Linked DNA regions of Oryzias latipes: region 1 is linked to region 2. A link is a contact called in public Hi-C data. All regions are on one chromosome and are shown on one strand. The core of a region is the stretch at or near the end of the contact, and the rest is flanking DNA. Distances in the headings are between cores, read along the strand shown.

What was found. A called contact is a pair of places that touch in the nucleus more often than the background predicts.
Region 1: a contact with region 2 is called in a Hi-C map of embryo, with 2.4 times the contacts expected there. The contact joins the promoter of LOC101172972 here to the promoter of LOC101170087 in region 2. A contact is called at or near these places in 3 of 5 Hi-C or Micro-C datasets (embryo and fibroblasts).

Annotation. Positions count from the first base shown.
Region 1 is chr5:23,624,823-23,631,170 of ASM223467v1, reverse strand. LOC101172972 (cell division control protein 42 homolog) reads left to right here and starts at 2,357. Exons shown (of 6, transcript XM_023955110.1): 1 at 2,357-2,484. It overlaps snrpe (small nuclear ribonucleoprotein E), which reads left to right. Exons shown (of 5, transcript XM_004069041.3): 2 at 526-552; 3 at 635-697; 4 at 1,389-1,467; 5 at 1,748-1,923. The coding sequence ends at 1,803.
Region 2 is chr5:23,366,680-23,373,033 of ASM223467v1, reverse strand. It overlaps LOC101170087 (bridging integrator 2), which reads right to left and starts at 4,798. Exons shown (of 12, transcript XM_011475301.3): 1 at 4,439-4,798. The coding sequence starts at 4,531.

The sequences.
Region 1 (6,348 bases), core at 1,108-3,607, 260 kb before region 2:
AAAAAACCCCTAACAAAGTCAATAAATAAGAGAAAATCTAATGCCAGAACCCGTTTTAAATCCATTTTTAAGCGTGTCTTCAGTTGTTTTGACATGGTTGCCCTACAGTTTACGTTATAACGTGGATACATCAGCAGAAGTTAAATAGTAAACTGTAAAACTCTAGAACAATTGCAGAATTTCTGTAAGCTGGTAAAAGGCATAACTAACGTTAAAAGACCGCCGATAATACTTCAAAAATAGATCAAAATGATCTGAGTGGGACTTTCGAGCAAATTCTGCGTCATCCATAGCTTTATTTCATCATTTCGGTCATGTAATTGGTTTGTGAAGTCCTTTTTCACTGGCTTACATTGAAATGTATGACATTCACTGGTATTTAACAGGATCTCAGCTCTCCGGTTAAAGTGCAAAACAGTTTGTGTCACTCTACTGAAATTGAAATGACTAGTTCATGTTATTTGAAATATCTTCTGTAACATTGAAACGGTTTAGACATGTCATTTCCTTGACTCTGTTCATCAGAACCTCATTTTCAGATACCTTCAGAACGTGAGTATTGAAGGCTCTTGCAGGTTCACCTTTTGTCTCGGTGGTGACTGAAATACTGATTCGTGTCATCTTTGCTTTGCAGCGCTCACGAATCCAGGTGTGGCTTTATGAGCAGGTGAACATGCGGATAGAAGGCTGCATCATTGTAAGATTTCTCTTTATTTTACTTTCACAGTGTTTGTTAACTTTCCAAATGTGTGCCACAGTTACTTTAAAACTGGTATAGACTGTAAAAACGATCGACGATTCCAGGTTTTCCTTCTCCGCTCCAAAAGGGGGAACAAGAGAAAGTTTGAGAACCACTGACCTAGCATTTTAGTTATTTTTTTTATTGGAGCTTGGTAAAAGTTCTTAATGGCTGGTGTTAGATCCACAATAATCAACTTAAAACTGTTTTGCAGAAATTTTTTCTACGACTATTTTGGGGCTCTGTTTTAGCTGCTTTTGCAGCGGGCACCTTTCTTACCAGTAGAGCAGAACTCTGCAGCTGATTTAAAAATGTATTTGAAAACGGCAACAAAAAAAACACACACTGGTTCAGACTCACAATACAGTAGGTAAATGATCAATGAGAACAGCATAATGACAAACTAAGCATGAATTAGGAGACCAATTGAAATTGCCGGTCCTACACTCTTGACACTTTAATCTATTTTCAGAACATTCTCGGTGATCTTTTAACTATGATTATGCTGTTTTTAGCCGAAATAAAAACAAACAACCTGTGCCGTTTTCTTGGGGGGGAAAAACCTTGAGAGCCTGAATTTAAATGAATCCAAACAGCTTCAGTTATGAAAGTAGTTAATTGATTATTTCCTTTTTATTTTATTTTCCAGGGCTTTGATGAGTACATGAACCTGGTTCTAGATGATGCTGAGGAGGTCCACATGAAGACCAAGAACAGAAAGCCACTGGGTAAGACTCTTTAGCTTGTTTAATTTGTTAAATTTCAGTTACTATTTTTTGATCTTAGCAGTTATTAGAACAGCTTTATTTATTTATTTTACAATGAAAAATTTGAATATTCTTTGTATTTATTAACATGTACTGTTAGCTTTTGTTTCTAGAACTGCTGTAACAAAATATTTGTTTGAGGAAAACATAGAAATATTTTTCCAGTCAGTATTTATTTGTTATACACTCAGGAATGTCAGTTTTTAAAATGTCAAGATAAATTTCTTTCCTTGTTTCACAGGTCGGGTTATGTTAAAGGGCGACAACATCACCTTGCTGCAGAGTGTCTCTACCTAGTGACACCAGTGACGACTGCAGATCCTGTCTTTTTTTTCTGTTAACTGCTTACGATTTTATGCATAAATGTGAGTTTCTCTACAACCTTTGAGAATAAATGGCTTTGTTTTTTTCCAGAAATGTTTTCTGTGTGTTTATCTAAAATTTAACTGTATTGTAATATCTGGGTCACGGCTCGTACTGCCATCTAGTGGCGCACAGCATTAGTACAACCGGCATTTAGGTCAAATTTGGAATCCAAAGAATGAAGTTCATCAAAAAGCGACAAATAACTAAATGAAAGATGTATACAGATATGTAGTTTGTGCTAGCCTTCATTAATTTTTGTGATATATATATATATATATATATATATATATATATATATATATATATATATATATATATATATATATATATATATAATATAAATATATTATATAAATAATTCTGTATAGTGATTATTATTAAATTCACTGCAGTGATTAAATGCATCGTACGTTAAGTTAGAACAATTTTTAAATCGTATTTGAGAGTTTTAATTTACACCCGTTTCTAAAATTACGAGCACTTTCAAGTTTAGTCTGAATGTGGCCATTCGACGTGATGACGTTGTACGCAACCGCTCCCTGTTTTGATGCCTGGGAAGCCCCTAGTACGGAGCCGACAACGCCCGGTATTGAAACCCAAACATAAAACACGGTAGGGGGAATTATTTGTATTTTTATGTCGTTTCCGTGGTTTGTATTAAGACCAACATCACAGTGTATTAGAGTTTATAGGTGATGTTGGCTAAAATCACCTAATTGTGTCATTCAGCATCCGCTAAGGTTAGCGGTACCGCTTAGCAGGAAGCTAATTGGGAAAGACCATCTCTGGCTAGTTGTAGAAATAACAATCAGGTTATCGTGTCATAAGTTAATATACTTCTCATTTGTATGAACTGCTTATACCCCAGCAAATTAAAATGTCTTTTACTGGCTTAAAATGATAGTCACAACTAATTTAGTTGTTACTCTGGCCTGACGCGGTCAGTTAGTTTGAGAGCAAAATCAAACATGAGACGGTCAATGAATCTCAGCTGCCTGTCGGTCCCAATCAAGGACATGTTAAGTTCCAGTGGAGGAGTTGGAGAACGGTATTGAGTTTAGATGGAGCAGTCGCCGTTATTTATTTTTAATTTTTATTGTGGTTTCCGCAGCCGGCAGGAAATAGGCCAAATTGAGGCCGAGGATTGGGCCCTGGTGGGGGCCAAGCAAGGTTTAATACGAACCACCAGCCTCCAGGCTGCTCTGTCTGTGACGTTTGTTGACCCGGAGAAATGATCAATACTTTATTGGGGAGAATGGAACAAACAATTATATATCCCCCACTTGTGATCATTTGAATTTTTTTATGACAAGCTATTGACTTTAAAATAAGAATTTTATATGGTTCTACACAGAATAAATTAATTTAAATGCTGCCATTTTTATAGTTTTATTTCAGAGGATGTTGTTTACCATTCAGTGACAGTATTTTACAAATTAAAAGCATTAATGCTCCCATGATCTACTAATGCTTCAAGTTCCACATGAATGAACCTAGCTGGATTACTACTGGACTTGGATGTCTTAACCCACAAATGTCTGGATTAAGGCTGGAAGCAGACGCTTGTCGGTAGCCTGGTGTGGTCTTTAGCACCGATTTATCAAGGCATTTAAATTTATTGAAAAACTGGCTGTTACGGGGAGTTTAATACAAAATTATTAAAAAATAATGTCATTTTTCACTCACAATTTTTAATCATTGTCCCAATTTAAAATAGCTATTTGTCATAAAGTTCTAGTGTAAATGTCTCCCTATTCACTTACCAAGATTATTTACTCTACTTAAAGGTACTTATCCCATTTTCTTTATTCTACATTATATTTGTTATTTTGAAATTAAGTTTATAACAGTATCTTTGAGTTTTTGTTGAATCAACATTTGCAGCATTAAAAGAAAACGCTATAACCAGAAGTGTAATTAAGGCTCAGTCCTTTATATAGGTTTATTTTAGTTTTTAAAAAGCTAAGAAATTAAAGGCTGGCTAAAGGTACGGTGAAAAAATGTCTCAGCTGAACGTGCTGGCAAGAAGGCAGTCCACAGCCATTAGGTTGTGTGTTAATTCCAGTAGCTTCCTGTAGGAAGTCACATTATTCAAGTCTCATTAATCTGTCAAAGAGCACTCACTGGTCTGCACTCATAAACATTTCAGGCAGTAATAGTTGGTAAAATACTCCGTAATAGTAAATGCATTTCTGTACGATAATGTGTCATCTTAAATTATATATGCTTCATGTTATAGAAGCTGGCTATAGGGGGTCTTGCAGCTGAATGTCTCTGCGTGTTCCCCTGCTTTTGTAAGCCTTCAGCTGAGTGTCCCCTGGTCTGCCTTTGGCTCCCCACCCCCACTCTGTGCTGCAGAGCTCTGCAGTGGCTTAGCGCTGACGACGTACAGTGACTTGTGGAGAAGAGGCACAAATTCTGTGGCTCCTTTGAGTAATGTCGTCTGCAGCGACTCAAGGCGATTTGAAGCATTAATGATTGAATAGATCACATCCCATTTGCTTCCTGGTCAAATATTGTGATCCCTAGTCTGAATTGGGGTTTAATCAATTTCACTTATCATTAATAAAAATAAATTTGAATGACTTATATTTTTTGTTGAGTAATTAAACAGTCTGCTGGCATTTTCAAATTCCCACTCCAATCTTTTGATCTGTTGTGAAAAGGCTCCTAGTGGTCTGTTAATGATGATTATCCAGTTATCGCCAAAATCAAAAAAACGTGTCGTTTTCTAGGACATAGTTTCTCCAGAGCGGCAGAAGTTCATTAGAAATTTGATCCGAGTTGTTAGTGGGATTATTGGGGCGCAGCAATACTGCCTCACCTTTCCCTCCCCTCTACACTCCCACTAGCTTACGTCTCACAACCCCTATCCAACATTACAAGAGCAACAAAAACAGCAAGCAATATTGGAGCTGTCTAGCTGCACAATTTTGAGCCAGAAACCAGCTCAGATGAGGAAAACAAAGCCGTGTATGGATCTAGTCGTCTACAAGTGAATGCATTAGAATGGAGCACTGCAGTGTATTTTTCTACATAATACGTAATACTACGTAACAATCATTTTCAAGCATAACTTTTTGTCTAATCCTGCCTGATACATAATGATTTAAGTAAAGAAATTCTCAGAAATGCAATTTTTATCCATTTTTTTTTAAATGTATGTCCTCATCATCAGAATAATGCCACAATAACTTGTTACAAACACCATTTTCAGGTCTTTAACAAGTAGCTTTCTATCATTCCTTCCTTTTTGAATCACAGTTGTGTCCTCAGCCATCGACTGCATGTGTGCTTATGTTGCCAAAGCAGACTTGTAATTTTTCTTTTTAAATTCTAAACTTGACATGTAACAAACCAGCTGTGCTAAAACAATCTTATGGCAGCTTGAAGTATTTAGGAGGGCGGTCGACCTCTGATCGGAAGTTTACGGTTTCGATATTCACATTTGAAGTGTCTTCGGGCAAGTCACTGAACCCCACCTTACCTCTAGGGAAGCCATCAGTGTGTGAATGGGACTGTAACTGTAAAGTGTGGTACAGGTGAATGCCATTTACCGTTTAACAAATCAAATAAGCAAACGTGAATCACACGTTCAAATGAAGTGCAAGTCCCAGCCGTCTCTGTAGAAACACAGAATGATCAGTAAAAGCAGCAACTTGTGTAATCTTTACTTGATCATTTTTTCCACTCCAGTTGCACAGTGCAGCTTTGTGCCGTTGAGGGCTAAAGAAAAGCTGGAGTACAGAACCGAGCCATTGTTCCTGTAATAAACGGGAACTCTTTTCTGTCAAATGACGGCATCTAAACCAGCCTGTTGAGGCCACTGTAAAGCATTTTATTGCTTAATCTACTTGCAGTAGAATCACTGATGCTTTGAGTCCTGCTGAAATCATTCATTCATTCATCTTCTTTACCGTTTATTCCCTTTCGGGGTCACGGGGTTGCCGGAGCCTATCCCGGCCACTTGGGCGTAGGCAGGGGATGCCCTGGACTGGTCGCCAGTCTGTCGCAGGGTAGAATATCCTCAATCACACATCCATTCACTCTCACACCTATGGACAATTTAGAGTTGCCAATCAACCTATGAAGCATGTTTTTGGATGGTGGGAGGAAGCCGAAGATCCCGGAGAAAACCCACGCATGCACTCCACACAGAAAGGTCCCCCGTTGATGTGTTTTTCAAGTCCCCCAGCCAGGACTTGAACCGGGGGCATTCTTGCTGTGAGGCAAGAGCGCTAACCACTGCGCCACCATGCTGCTGAAATCAAGTATTCCAAATTGTTCCCTTTTAGTCAAAGATTGAGTATTTTTAAATCTAGAATTATAAAAATACGTAAAGCTTTATTTTTTTTTTATTTTTTTTTCTAATTTAAATTTTTTATTGAAAAAGCACATGATAAATTTTATATTGCATTGATAGACTACAATGTTCTTGCTTTCTCAATGTTAAATAAATATAGAACAAACATGTGA
Region 2 (6,354 bases), core at 3,549-6,048:
TTTGTCAATATAACAATCACTTAACCATTGACTGTATATGAAAACTGGACTCCCACAGACTTCTATAAAGAAATAAACAGCCATTACTCCGTAATTCTATTTGTCAGAATAACCATTCTTGCTCTGATAGCTTCTTTTTCTTAACATCACCTTGCTAATCCTAGTTTTTTTAATTGTGAGGTATTCAAGTCATAAACTGGCCAATCAGAACTGGTAGGGGTGTGGCCTTCTACCAAGCTCACTTCTGATTGGCAAAAGGGGTTGCCATAGAAATATGAGCCAACTTGGATCATTTACTGCTTACTGACAAGTTCTGGTTCCAACATGGCAAAGTCCGTATCACGAAAAAAATGGTGACTGAATTGACTTCCATTTGGTTGGAACCAGGAACAAGTCACTTTCTAAGGGTAACGCCACACTCACTCAGTCCAGTTCTCACGTACAGTCAAGCAATTCAGTTAACATGACGCCCCAAGGGGATCATGGGAAAAATTCCGGAGGTTTGTCAAAAGATAGACAGCTTGTAAACCTTGAGGAATGCAACTCAAAAAAGAGGTCACTGCAGTTTTCTAGCAGAACTGAAATGACACAAAGCAGACAAACAGCGAAGACTTACGCCGCCTCATGAAGCCCAGTGTGTTTTCACACACAACAGACTTTCTAAACAAGAGGCCATCTGCATGACCTCTACATGCTCCAAACTCAATCAACATCTCTGTTTTTTTCATCATAAGCGAAAGTGTTGAGTGGTTTCTCTCAGCAGAACACATGGGGTAGCCTAGTGAGTCACCACAAACATATATGTCTGATAGTTCTAGGCTTTAGCAGGTCATCAACAGAAAAATTGATGATTGTTCAAGTTGTTCCTGTTCATCTTTGATTTTTTATGTATTAACTGTTTCAGTTTTTGGAAGAATTGACTATTTTTTTTAAAGTTCCACTCTGATCATATTTTTTTTTTTGTAAAAGCGTTCTCGGTTTGGCCGTTTTAGGCCAAAAATCTAAAAACCTGTGTTGCTTTCTAGGACATACGGCTGGGCAAATCCAGGCCTCGAGGGCCAGTGTCTGTATGATTTCCAGATATCCAAGCCCTAATCATTACTGATTACCTGGTTCAGGCATGTCAAGGCAATTTGAATATTCCACAGCAGGGTAATATAGGCAAACATGTAACATGCTCCCCGCGATGCCCCTCCCTGACAGATATTCATCTCTGAGATGTGGGTGGGACTGTTGGCAAGGAACAAACCTGCTCCCCTTCTCCTTTCCCATTGCTGAGAGCTCTCTGTTACATGCTCTCCCACTAGCATTCAGCCAACTCGGACGAGGAAACTGAAGACCTACACGGATTTGGTCAGAATGAGTCAAATAAGCCTGCCAATTGTAGCTGCTACATAACAAAAACTATCCTTTTCAAGAAGCATGTTTAGTCTGCTCCTGATTAACAACAATTTGAATATGGAAAGTCAGAAATGCCATTTTTAGCTAAATGTTCTTTATACATGTTCTGAATCATCTAAAAAATTCCACAAGTACATGTGAAAACACCAAAAACACAATTTTGTCTGTAAGAAATATAATATCTTAAGTCCAATTTTAAACGAGATTCTGTTTATAAGGTGCAATTCCTCCAACTACGGTCATCTCCAGGCGCATAAAACATAATTTAATGTTAATTGTAATCAACTAAAAGTATCTAACTGTGTTGTAAAGATAGCTAAAGAGTTAACAGTTAGCCACCCCTAAAAGAATGCACTGGGAAATCATCGAGTTATGACTACTCTGTAACCTCCAGCAGAAACAGACTAAGCCGTCTTATCTGCCAGAACTGGTTGAGTGAAGAAAGGACAGGAGAGGGATGAGAAAAACAGAAGTGAGTGCTAGAGACTGCAGTGATGGCATGTAAACATGAGCAGACCTAATACAGCAAAAAAAAAAAAAAAAAATCTAAAAAATGTTCAAACCAAAGGGCCAACAGATGTCCAAATAATGCCAAAATGTATGTGCATTTATCAAACTAGACTATGAGTCACTCCTAATCTGTTGATATTCTGTGTGGAAGTGGATCTACCAATATAAAAAGCTAGCAGAATAAAATGCCTGCATAAAATTAATGGCACAAAAGGCAGGAAGGGAAACCTTTGTTTCTGGTATACAAGCTATAAAGTTATTAGAGAGAACTGCTTAAAGTCTCGAAACGTGCCTTTGGGCCACTAACTCACTTTATAATGAAAATAAATGTTCACATTTTAACTCAGAAGTTTTCATTTTTATAACTTTTGTTGTTGTTGTAATTTTTCTAACAGAAGCAAAACAAATCTGGTTTCCAAGACTTTATTTGCAAAATATTTGCAAGTATTTTAGGTATAAAAAATTCAATGAAAAAAAATGTTCCAACTTCATTATTTTTTTTTAAATAGATAAGAATAACTGCAAACAAAATTGCTGTTTACAGGTTTTTCTTACAATTTAGTCCATCACTGTTTTAACAGCTTACTATTTTTTGGAAAAGCTATAAATAAAACAATTTTATTTACAAAATAGAAGTCACAAATTCCTTCCTCAGAGTTTATCTTCCATTATTTGAAGCATAAGAGAATTATTCTTGCAAGAAATAAGATGTTTCTGGATCATTGCTGGTTCTATAGTCACATGTCAACCCTAAATAAATCAATCAATAAAAGTCCAAAAATGGAGGAAAAAAAATTAAAGGGGGATTTGTGCTAAATGATCATAAAATAATGGCAAAACTGTGTTAATCCCTCCTGAATCCATGAGTTCCACTCCATGTTTAAACACAAACACACATGACTGCACTCAGCTGACCTTCTTATTGGCAGTGGTTTATTTGTCTTGTGTATTATCCTTACTGGCATCCTTTATAGTGAGAGCATTTAAAATAATAATAATGCATGATTTCTACATGGGGGGGGGGGGGGGGACACAGAAAAAAATTATGTTTTTTTCCAATATATATTAAATAATAATTTCTACCATTAAACACTGATACCAAAACATCTACAGAAGAGTAAATAGGGATTCAGATCTTATGGCCTTATAAACTGCCTCTCCTTTCATTTGCGATGTTTGCCCAAAACGTCACAGGAAGAAGCAGAAGATAAGATTCGAATCCCAGCTGGGACCTTTCCGTGTCGAGATAAGTCCTCAAATGCTGTGGTGCAATAATAATAATAACAGCACTGAACAGTTAAAAAGATAGATAAATACACAATGCCTTTAAGAAACACAACGTTATGAAAAAGAGCACATTTGTGACGTAGAAAATACGACGTCTACTCCAAAGTCTCCTTGCTTCACCCTCGTTCTGATGCATCCACTTGTAGACGACTAGATCCATGACCGTCTTCTGTTTTCCTCGTCTTAACATCTGGTTCAGAACTGTACAACTAGATAGCTCAATTGTTGCTCACCGTTTAAGTTGAAGCAGTAGTGTTAGGTAAGGGTGTGTAAGCTAGCAAGAGAGCATGTAAACAGACAGCTCTCGGTAACCCTTGTGCTATCCTAGGCACTTTACCATTGGGAGTTGGGTCATCTAGACCCACTAGACAGTGTTCTGAACCTTTTTTCTTCAATGATTTGTGATCTTCACTGGTGTCCATGGATTACATGAAATCTTTCCACCTTTATCCACCTTTGTCATGGTAGGGAGAACACGTCAATGCAAGGGTGGGGTCATCTAAGATAGTTAAAGATGATGGCAAGAGAGGGCGGAGTTGCTCCAATCTGTTCTGCAGAAACTATGGCCTAGAAAACGACACAGGTTCTATCATTTTGGTAGAAAAAACGGCATAATCATACTTTAAAGACCACTGGAAACACTTTGATCAAAATATGATTGGAGTGGGTCTTGAAGCTTTCACAACAACTAAACATATGTTGAAAAAAATCAAAATAACCAACTCAAACTGGGGGAAATTATCTGACAATCCAGACAGACAAAGTTGGGCATCCCCACACAAGATTATGGACTTTAAATGAAACTACTTTTGCAAAATTAGGTTAGTTTCCGTTTTGAGGTGGAGCAGTGAAATAATAGCCAAGTCAACCATAAAGTGAATGTAAAGGAAAGAGGAAGTGGAGGCAGGAAGTAGCAGCTCTTGTTTGTCCACACAGCTGCAGCACAAACCCATGCTTCTGCAGAAAGAAAGTTCAGGGTTCGATTCTGTCAAAACCAAATGAGTCTAAATGCAGGACATTAATCAAGAATGTATGGTTAAAATATAGTTTTTGCCCTCAGTAAGGATATTTTAGTGGATTGATGTGATTTTTCTTTACGCACAGAATTAAACTAACTGAAAAAAATGACACTTTTTGATTTTGTGTCTGGAAAAAAAAGATCATACGTTTGAAGTTTCCTCTTGTGATTTGGCCAACCCGATGATTAACCAGAACAAAACGAGCAGTTAGAGTTTGTCACCTTCTCCTGAGCGCGATTGAAGGACTTCTGGACCCGTTTGGCCAGGAATCCAGCTCCAGCCTGCAGGTTCGGACCCGTCTTGTTCTCCGCCATCGTCTCCGCTGTGCTCCTCGGCTCCGTCTGCCTCTTTCTTGGCTTCACGCTGGTGAGTTTCAAGTTGGGGGTGGAGGTGGAGCAACCGGGGCGAAGACGCGCTCCGTCAGCGGGGAGGAGGAGGAGGAGGAGGCCTGGGAAGACGCGCCTCTGCTGCGCTGCTCATCATCCGCGGCCTGTTCTGACTTGCTCCTTGTGCGCGGATCCTCCGTGGAGGAGTCATCCAGCCGCTCACCTGAAGGTTATGACGATAATCACCGCGCAATACCTGAGTCAGGAGCTGACCCACAAACCAGAAAAACCGCCAGAGAAGAAGGTTGTCCTCCTGATCTGCAGCAAAGAAAACACAAACGGAACAGTTTTAGTTTTGATTAAGTCATCGGCGCACAAAAAGCTTCTTATTTTAATTTGGGACTAAAATGAAGCTTTAAAAACAAGAAAAAAAGAAACTGTATATGTGGCGCCCCCAAGAGGCAAAAGGAAGACCGCACATTCTGTCAACCATAAGAAAACCGATAACTCGATTTGTTTTCCTACAATCCAACCAGATCGATGTCTGTGGCAAGCTACTAATCGAATACCATTAAAAAATGGTTTTAAAATGAAATAAATCGATTATATCAATTGAAAAATACTATTTGGGTTGAGATACAGTTGGTTCATTTTACATATTACATTTATACTTTATTTATCCCACAATGGGAAAGTTCCACTCAGCATTTTGACCCATCCGCTGAGGGGAGCGGTGACCTGCACAGGTTCAATCCGCCAACCCTTCGTTTGTTGGACGAGCTGCTCTACCAACTGACCTAACCCTTGTGCTATCTTAGATGACCCCACCCTTACATTGACATGTTCTCCCTACCATGACAAAAGTGGATAAAGGTGGAAAGATTTCATGTAATCCATGGACACCAGTGAAGATCACAAGTCATTGAAGAAAAAAGGTTCAGAGCACTGTCTACTGGGTCTAGATGACCCAACTCCTAATCTTAAAGTTCCTAGGATAGCACAAGGGTTAAACTGCTGCCCCTTCTTTTGATGAGCTGCAGACGACCCCCGCTCGAGCACCACTTGGTGGTCATTTCTGCTCCAAAACAGCGTCTGCTGTTAGCCCCGCCTGTGTCCTCTGATGTACCCATTGACTGTACACGAGGACTGGATAGAGAGTGTGATGTCACCCACAGAAAATGGTTTACTTCTGGCTTCAACCAATGAAATCAATTCAGTTGGCAATTTTATGCTGTACCGTTGCCACCATGATGTAGCAAAACAAGGTCAGTAAGCAGTGATTGGTCCGAACCAATCTGAGACGTTTCTATGGAAACCACTTTCGCTAATCAGGAGTGCGCTTGTTGGAAGTCCACACCCCTATCACTCGAAGGGATTAGGATAAGGAATAACATGTTGAAAGCGAGGAGTAAGATAAATTGTATTTAGGATTTTATGGGACTAACTCTGACTGCAATTCTTAATTTTTTTCCCATTACCTTTATTAATGACATTTTTTTGGGGGGGAAATTACATTACTTCATATATTTATTTCATACGACGGAGTTTTTAGGGCCACCAAGGAAAATTACGACTTTTTTTCTCGTAAATTTACGAGAAAAAAGTCATAGATTAACAAGGAGAAAACACCGAAGTTGTCCGTTTATCGGAGCATCGCTTGAAGATGAAAGATGTGGAGCCTTTTGTGAAGCTTTATTTCCGGATTATTATAGGTTTAAAACAAAGAGATTCTGAACCTTTGGCGACTCAAAATCAGATTATTGTCAGTAGAGGCGGCTTTCCGGGGTTCATTGTCAGTAAAGCGGAGTTTC